Linked DNA regions of Mus musculus: region 1 is linked to region 2. The links are chromatin contacts, called in public promoter capture Hi-C maps. All regions are on one chromosome and are shown on one strand. Each heading gives the region's core, a stretch centred on a gene start, on an enhancer-like site or on the middle of the called end of the contact. The rest is flanking DNA. Distances are from core to core; before and after follow the strand shown.

Evidence for each region. Capture Hi-C pulls out chosen DNA fragments and counts their contacts.
Region 1: a contact with region 2 is called in a promoter capture Hi-C map of liver. The contact joins two enhancer-like sites. A contact is called at or near these places in 1 of 484 Hi-C or Micro-C datasets (nephron progenitors), 5 of 115 datasets of contacts at active chromatin or transcription factors (embryonic stem cells, extraembryonic endoderm stem cells and large pre-B cells) and 3 of 9 other capture datasets (adipose tissue, liver and pancreatic islet).

The regions. Positions count from the first base shown.
Region 1 is chr6:29,244,013-29,248,066 of GRCm38.p6, reverse strand. No RefSeq gene overlaps it. Among named protein-coding and RNA genes, the nearest start is that of Gm26021, 12 kb to the right of the region's middle. Within about 2 kb of position 2,461, at least 114 of the 459 cell types and tissues checked have an H3K27ac peak or open chromatin away from gene starts, as enhancers often do. A contact at or near this core is called in liver, where this site is marked.
Region 2 is chr6:29,142,961-29,147,154 of GRCm38.p6, reverse strand. Rbm28 (RNA binding motif protein 28) reads left to right here. Exons shown (of 19, transcript NM_133925.2): 10 at 3,492-3,601. Among named protein-coding and RNA genes, the nearest start is that of Rbm28, 20 kb to the left of the region's middle. Within about 2 kb of position 1,569, at least 42 of the 459 cell types and tissues checked have an H3K27ac peak or open chromatin away from gene starts, as enhancers often do. A contact at or near this core is called in liver, where this site is marked.

The DNA.
Region 1 (4,054 bases), core at 1,212-3,711, 100 kb before region 2:
ATTTGACTTTCATTGCTAAGCCCCAGAAAAAGAGAACTGACTCCCAAAAGTTGTTCTCTGACCTCCACGCACACGGTGACACACACTCACACTTGTGTACGTAAACAGCACACACACACAAATTCACTTTCCAGCTACCCTCACAACAGCTCGCAACCACCTGTAAACCCATTTCCAGAGGGGATCCAACACCTCCTTCTGGCCTCTGTAGGCATCAGAAACACGAGTGGTGCACAGACATACATATAGGCAAAATACCCAGATATATAAAATAAAAATTAAATTTAAAAGCGAACATTCTGTTTTGCCTTTTATTTTCATAGTAGTAATTTAAGAAATTGGTACACTATTAATCATTACACACTTTACAACTGAAAAACCTGACCTCTGAGAAAAGAAAGCCATCTCTTGTAAAACAGGTTTTTTAAATGTCCAAACCAGGTTTGTCGTCCTTTATGACAGTACAATCTGTGTTCCTGTTGCTCTGATAACTTGATGGCCCATGTCTGCAAAGCCTTCCCACTGGGAAGAATTCTCTGCCCAACAATAAACGGGTTCTTCTCTGGGAAAGCCTCAGTCCCCTATAAATGCCTAGGTTCCAGGAAGCAGGAGGGTTTAAGCCGGTCCCTGACCCGCTTGGATCTAGTAGAAGTGCCTTGCCCCCGCCCCCAAACTGCTTGGAGCCTCAGTGTACATGAGTAGATGGGTCTCCCCAAGATTAGTGCTGCTTGCTGACTAGTTAGTTCTTTCTGGGAAGGAGTGACTCAGAAGGAAACTGCCTTGAACGGCCAGACCTCTGCCTGCCTCATCTATACTCCCCAGTGAGATGTGGAGGCAGGGAGGGGCTGGGCCACACAGCAGTCCTGCTGTGGGGCAGAGGCAGGAGGGGTGATTGACATGAGGTGGGCATGTTTGCAGGTAATTTGGAGGTGCCTGGCCTAAAACCACCTCTTTTCAGGCCAGAAAGTAGACTATAGGGCTCCCTTAAATATTATCTCCATTAGTCTCAAAATTCAGGGAGACTCCACTTTTCCCAAGGACAGCCACAGGCAACCTGTTCTTGATGCTGGTACAGCCCCTAAGGTTAGTGAAGGTTACAAACTCCTACAGTGTAGTACAGTCTTGTCTAATTTCCCCCAGGCCAACAAGGAGGCAGTGTATGTATGTGACTGGCATCTGTTTGCAGGGTAGGGACCTGTGGCTGCCACAGGGAAATGAGTGGGCAGGAAGCAGGTGAAAGGTCCCTCTTCAGCTTAGCCTCCACCTGAACCCATGAGGTCAGCAAGCAGACTGCGGGCTAGGCAGGCAGAGCCACAATGACTGACTCTTTCCCAAAAGCGGTGGAGGGCAGAGGTCTTGCCCTGGTCACAAGTGACTCAAAGACTGAGTTTCCCGTTCTGGGGATTCTTTGAAGTGTCCCTAGGCGGGTGGGGACACCAATTCCGGTCTTGATAAATTTTGCTTTTATTTTTATGTATCTTTTCACATTTATTTCTTTATCTTTGTGTATGGGTGTTAGATGGCTCACACAAATGGCTCACATTCAGAGCTCCGAGGACTGCTTCTTGGGTTTGGCTCTCCTCTTGAATCTGACGCTGAGGATCAGCCTCAGGTGGTCAGGATTGCCTGTCAGATACCTTTACCCTCTCAGCCATTTCACCACCTGAGCTTTGTTTGTTTTTTATTGACACACTGTCTCCCTACACAGCCCTAGCTGTTCTGAAACTCCCAAGAGATCCTCCTACACCTGCCTCTCCAGGACACCAGTTTTTAACAAGATTCTTGTCGTGTAGCCTTGGCTGGTATAGAACTTACTACAAGGACCAGGCTAGCCTCAAACCTGCTGAGCCCTTGTCTCCCTGAGTGCTGAGATAACCAACAGGCACCACTGCACCAGGCTATCAGCTTTGCTTTTAAGCAGGGTTTGTTTTTGTTTCAAGACGGGGTTTATCTTGCCTTGCAGGTTCTCGGGGATAGAGTCCGTCTCTAGTGGGGAAGGGTACGGAAATGTCAGTGTGAGAAAGCACGGCGTCAGGAGTAGGCTGATCATATTTGTCCACACAGGAAGTAGAGCTCAGTGCGTAAAAGGCAGCGATGCTGATGCTTTGCATTGGGAAACCTGAGGTCACGGGTGAGGGGACGAGGAAGGGAGTGAGTGCCAGGAGTGGCCTGCGACATCCTGTTCTGATGTCATGTCACCATGTGCCTATTAGACAGCAAGCAATGTAAGAGTGGCTTTCTACACTGCCCATAGCCACCTCTTAATTTTCACAATCTGGGTGTCCACAGGCTTAAGTGGAACAAGCCAAATCCTGCCCTCGGGTGTGCTCAGAGTTCTAGGGGCTGCGCTAAAGGTACAAAGCAAATATCACCTGGCTATCTCTCTCTGACCCCAAACTACTGATAGAAGTGGTGAGATATTTCCAGAATGCTTGGACACAGAGAGCAGTTACGACATCTGTGCTATGAGGTTTCACCTCTGACCTGTAGCCCTAGGTGGCTGAGAGGTTGATATGAGCCCCACCCAGGACTCTGACTTTCTCATTAAGGCCACTGGAATCCAAAGCATGTCATAGTGAGAACATTTGACAACTAAGACTCAGACTAGTACTGTAGCTAGGATGCTGGCTGGGACCATCTGACTACTGAGAAGGTGTGCCTTGGTATGTCAGCCTTGGAAATGAGGGTGGGGCTCAGACTGTTCCGGATGCAGGTGCCCTTAGGCACTGGCCACACAAAGCAGAGGTTCTTGACCCATGGAGGGGCTCAGCTGCTAAGGTTTTGTTGTTGCTGCTGGTTTCCCCCTGCCCCAAGTTTGGTGGGGCAGACCTGTAATGCCAGCATTAAGAAATTGAGGCAGGGGGATTAGTATTAGTTCAAGGGACAACTGGAAAAAAAAAAAACAGAAAGAAAAGAGAAAAAAAAAAGAGAAAGAAAGAAAAGAAAAAAGAAAGACTAAAACCGTGGGACAGTTTAAAATAATCAAACCATTAAAATAAATAAATAAGAGTAAATAAATCACTAAATCTAGACTTGAAAACAAAAACATTGTAACCATGCAAATGTAAGATATCCAAGACTCGTAAACCAAGTGCTTTTGTCCCTGGGTGAGTCAGCTCCTGTGCCAACCATTCTTTCTCAGTGGATAGCTTCAGTGGATAACTGATAGCCTCTCACTACTATATGAGTCGAACATCTCCGTTTTTTTTTCTTTTAAGATTTATTTATTTAATGCATGAGTGCTTTATCTATATGTACACCTGCGTGCCAGAAGCGGGCACCAGATCCCATTATAGAGTTATGAGCCACCATATGGTCACGGGGAATTGAACTCAGGACCTCTGGAAGGGCAGCCAGGGCTCTCCACCCAACATCATCATTTTTAAATCACTATTTTTGTTCTGGCAATGCTCTCATGTTTAGTTGTTCTTTTTAAATTATACGTGTGTGTGTGTGTGTGTGTGTGTGTGTGTGTGTGTGTGTTACAGAGCATTTGTGGAGGTCAGAAGATAACACATCTTCATTCTTTCTTCTACCACTTGGGGTGTGGGCATAGACCTCAGGTTGTCAGGCTCGGCAAGTGGCTTTACCTACTGAGTCATTCCATCCACCACCACCTCCCCTTTGTTATTAAAGACAAAGTCTTACTCTGTGGCTCCAGCTGGCCTGGGATTGGGGAAGATCCTCCTTGCCTCAACCTCTCAAGTTCTGGGATTGCAGGCGCAAACCACTATGTCCTACCTTCCTCAAATTTCCAAATAAATACCAAATAAATGTCATTTCTTCCGGGAAGTCTTTGCTGACCCAGAGCAAGGGTTGGCTTTTCTCCATGTGTTAGCGCAGATCCCAGGAGATGTGTAATTGTCTGTCTCTTGGCCCTTCATTAGACCATAAGCCTTGGGGGCAGTGGTTGAGTCTTGCTGTGGCCTCCACCCAGCACACATCGATGCTCACTGGATGTTTATGGGATGCATGTGTTAGGGACACTGCTGCTGCTTCCTCTTCCTCCTTAATAGTTGACCCGGGGTTCAAACCACCTGCCAGGGAAGACATA
Region 2 (4,194 bases), core at 320-2,819:
AATTCAGGTATTAGTGTGTAGCCTGTCTATAGGAAATGGACCGAGCAGGCTGCTGGGTGTTGGCTGTTGTTAAAGCTGCAGCTACTCACCAATGTCACCAGAGACCTGAGAGGGATAGATTTGAGTAAGAAGTACAGTTTAAATTGTTTTTATAGCAATAAAAATGACAAAGACTTACTTAGTCATTTGAGGCTCACATGGTTCACTGCAGAAGCAGTCCGTCTTCAGTTGTCTGAAAAGAACTGCATTTAATAGTTGTCCCAGAGCAGCAGGCCTTTGGCTGTCAGACTAGGGCTGAGGAATTCTTCCTGTAGAGGAAGGGCGGCCTTGGGAACATTGACCTTATTCTGATAAGGCAAAGTATAGCAGTCAATCCAGTGTCCACAGCTTGTGTGGATTCCTGCTGCGGGGGAGGGGGTGGCAGTTTTCCCCGGGGAGCGGTTAGTGTTGCGGTCCAGGTGGAGTCAGCTGCAGTTGTTCCCCATTTGCCTTCTTTGGAGACCTTAACGTTTTCTTGTTAGAAGGAGCTCTCTATTTATTGTGGGAAGTTTTTTATTGAACATTTTAAATGCCATATTCAGCAGATCTCTGAGGAGTTTGAGGGCCATATATTAAGTATACCCGATTTTAGGCTTAACCTTGAAAATACATATGCATGAGGCTAAAGAAAACTTATTTTTGTAAACCATAAATGTAATAAACTTCTTGTCATTACAGAATATGACTTTTGTATGGCCGGCTTTAAAGCTGAAGTCAGTGTCTGGCAGGAAATGGTTAATAAGTTGGGCTGATGGTGAGGGCTTTGGTGGAGGGAGGGTCAAATGAGAGAGGTATCTGATAAGGCAACCATAAATAAATTGTATTGTAGTTCAGTCAACAGTGGAGAATTTGGCTTTAGGAAGGGAGCTGGGAAGAGGAAGTGGAGGCAGTTGTAACAGTAGCGTAGCAGCAGAGGGAGAGCTGGCGTCTGGACGGTAGGTGGTGGGAAATTGGCTTTAGGATTGGAGTGGGCTTGCCATCAGGCTGAACGGAGGGAGCTTTTTGAAGAGACAACGGTGAGGGGGAGGGAGGAGCTGTTAGGTTGCAGCTGGAACAAGTTCTGGGGGCCACAGTGGCAGAAGAGGGAGTGAAGGGTAGGGGTCACAGTAGCCCAGACATGGACATAAAGAAGCTCCAGGACTTCCAAGAAGGACATTGCGCAGGCCCAGAGGGACCCAAGAGAGCTGTCAGACTTAGCAGGCAGCTCATGGAGGAGATAGCGAGGAAAGGATCTCACTGTGAGCCAGACATAGGGCTCAGGAAGCTGCAGTTCCTAGGGAGACTGGAGAGAAGATACGGGGTTGTTACGGAGTGTTGGAGGGCAGACTGGGCTGTGCAGAGTGGCAGGGCTGACGTGGAAATAAGTATAGCTGGGCGGGCAGTTGATGGGTAAGGAGAAGGGGGACCTCCTGTAGTGGGGGCCTGAGGAGTGTAGCATCCTTGCTGAGGTAGGCTCAGGCAGTGTGGGCTGTAGGGAGGTGTGGGTGAGGTAGGCTGCATGAGCAGCCCAGCAGCTGGTGAGCACGAAGTGCCTGCCAGTCAGTACTCCTAAGACTGAAATGCTGCAGAGGCTTACAGTGTCATGTAGGACTGTTCAGAGAGTGTAAGAGTCACAGCACAGGGCTTGGAGCAGCAGAAGGGAAAGCAGAGATGCATTTGGGAGCTAAAGTGCACTATTAATGTGTTTTACTGGTGCAGGAAACATTTCTATCACCAGTGGAGGCCCGTGGGTCTAAGTTGAGAGACTGGGCATCTTCATGTATGTATCTTGAGATCTCTGGGACAAAGGGGTCACAGCAGACTCATGTCACCAAGAGAGAGACCCCAGTGGGCCTAAGGAAGAATCTAGAACCTGTGGACAGGGTTTTCAGAGGCGGAGGACTCCAGATCTTAGCAGTACAACCGCCCAAAGTGAAAAGAAAGCTTTGCTAACCACACAGAACTGAATGGAATGTACTTATCAAGTGTAGGAATGTAGGGAGTTTGGGGGGAAACTCCCCAGTTAGCCACTGTTGGATGGAGAGGAGGGTGTGCATGGGAGATTCTGTAGGCCAAAAGCAGATTTGGCCTCATACCTTCAACAGCAGTCTGCAACTCCAGTTCCAGGGGCGAGCTGTAATAAACCCTTTCCCCACCAGCTTGCTTTTGGTCATGGCTTTATCACAGCAATAAAAAGCAAACTAAGACACCAGCAAGCACTCTGCCAACTGAGCTACATCCCAGCTAGCCTCTAGCTTCTCTTTTAAAGTCATGTCCAGAATACAGAAAGATACGCCTTTTGTTTCCAGGGGAATATACAGAGTGGAGTTAGGTCCTACTGCATTTTCTAGGTCAGGTTAGTTTACTAAATTGTAGGCAGACTGCTGAGTGAGATGGCTTGGTACGAAAAGGCTTGACACAGCCTGACAACCTGAGTTTGATATTCAGGATTTACATGCTGGAAGGAGAGAACTAGATTCCTACAAATTGTCCTGTAATCATCACATGCATTTCATGGTGCACATGCATGTATATGCATACTAAACATTTTAAAAATACACAAAAAGCTTTAGCTTCTCAGATTAAGGATATTCAATGTATGGTTCCTGCTCTTTCCTTTTCCCTTCCCCCTTTCTCTCTCCCCTTCTCCCTTCCCGTTTGCCTAGTCATCTCACCGTGACCTAGTCATCTTAACATGTTTTTCTTTTGCGTTATTTTGAAAGATTTTGCCCTCGTTAGAAAATTTTAACTGAGATCCAGATTTCATATAAACATGGCGGGGAATATGTCTAATTCAATAAAAGAAAAACATGTTTCTTACCAGACTCCCGTGAAAACTTCTGGTTGTAATAAGAAAAACTAATTTCAGCCCCAGTGAGTGAAAGAGAACAGACTGGATGAATACTGGTTTGTTCACAGAATCGGTGTTGTCTAGATGCAAATCTTGAGTAGGCAGTGAAAGTCTGGGAAATTTAGATTCCCGCTGCTGGAGGTTGTGGGTCTTTTCTCTAGGATGCCATCTTTAAAAAAAAAAAATGAAGGCACAAGGTATTTCTGTAAAGTGTATTACTTTAAGGGTACAGCTAAGCAAAGTTTTCATTTATATAGCCACATGATTATCAGGTCATGCTATAGCATATCTGTATCATTCCAGTATCTGTGACACTTCAGTTTCGAAGTTAATGTATCTATATCTGCAGCTTTTAGTTTTTTTGGCTTTTTTTTTGTCTATTAAATTTTAAATTTTCAAGTGACAGAATCTGATATAGGAAGGTTGGGACATAGGGCCAGACTGATAGACCAAGGCTTAGCCACTAGGGGCCGCTCTTGTGTGCTACTGCTATTTTGAAGAAGGGAGAATGGATGTGAACAAGGCAGACATCATTTGTCGATGTCTAATTCATATACCTCAGATCAAAACTCAAGGTCTTGCTTTGTCACTGAAATTCGTGTGACCTGTTTTTCTTCCACAGAAATCTTTCATTTGACTCAGAAGAAGAGGCACTTGGCGAGGTCCTCCAACAGTTTGGGGATCTTAAGTATGTCCGAGTTGTCTTGCATCCAGACACAGAGCATTCTAAAGGTACTGCCCTCGGCTGACCAGGCCCGACATCAGGAAAGAGCATAAACCATGCCGTTCTGGTCGGTACACAGTCTGTTCTGTCTCTGGCTTGGCTTCCATTAAAAGCCCAAGGACATTTTGAGATTGTCCTTCGTGACGTGGAATTCAGCAATTTAATGGCTTTGCCAGCCTTAATTTTGTCTCAGCCTTTAAAGCTCTTGCTTACTTACTTTAAGAAAATGAATTCTATTTGTTGTTCTCCTTTGCATTTCAAATGTGATAGCATCTCATGGGCATTAATCATTCTACATTGCTCAGAATTAATAGGGAACTTTTTTCTTTGATGCTTTTGTTAGAGATAGAAACTGACAGAAACTTTGTTGCATGGCAGCAGTCAGAGGGAAACTATGTATAGGAGTGGTGCGGGAATATTATCCTCATAGTGCTTGTTACTCTTGAGGGATCAGCACTCATTCTAGCACAGGGCTGAGTATTAGTGTGTGAACAGATACACATAGATCGCATTAGCCTGTTTCTAAGCTCTTACCCCATGGACTGCAGCCGTTCTGTTTAAGCTTCCCATTACTCTGTGTTTGCTTTATCCTGACATAAAG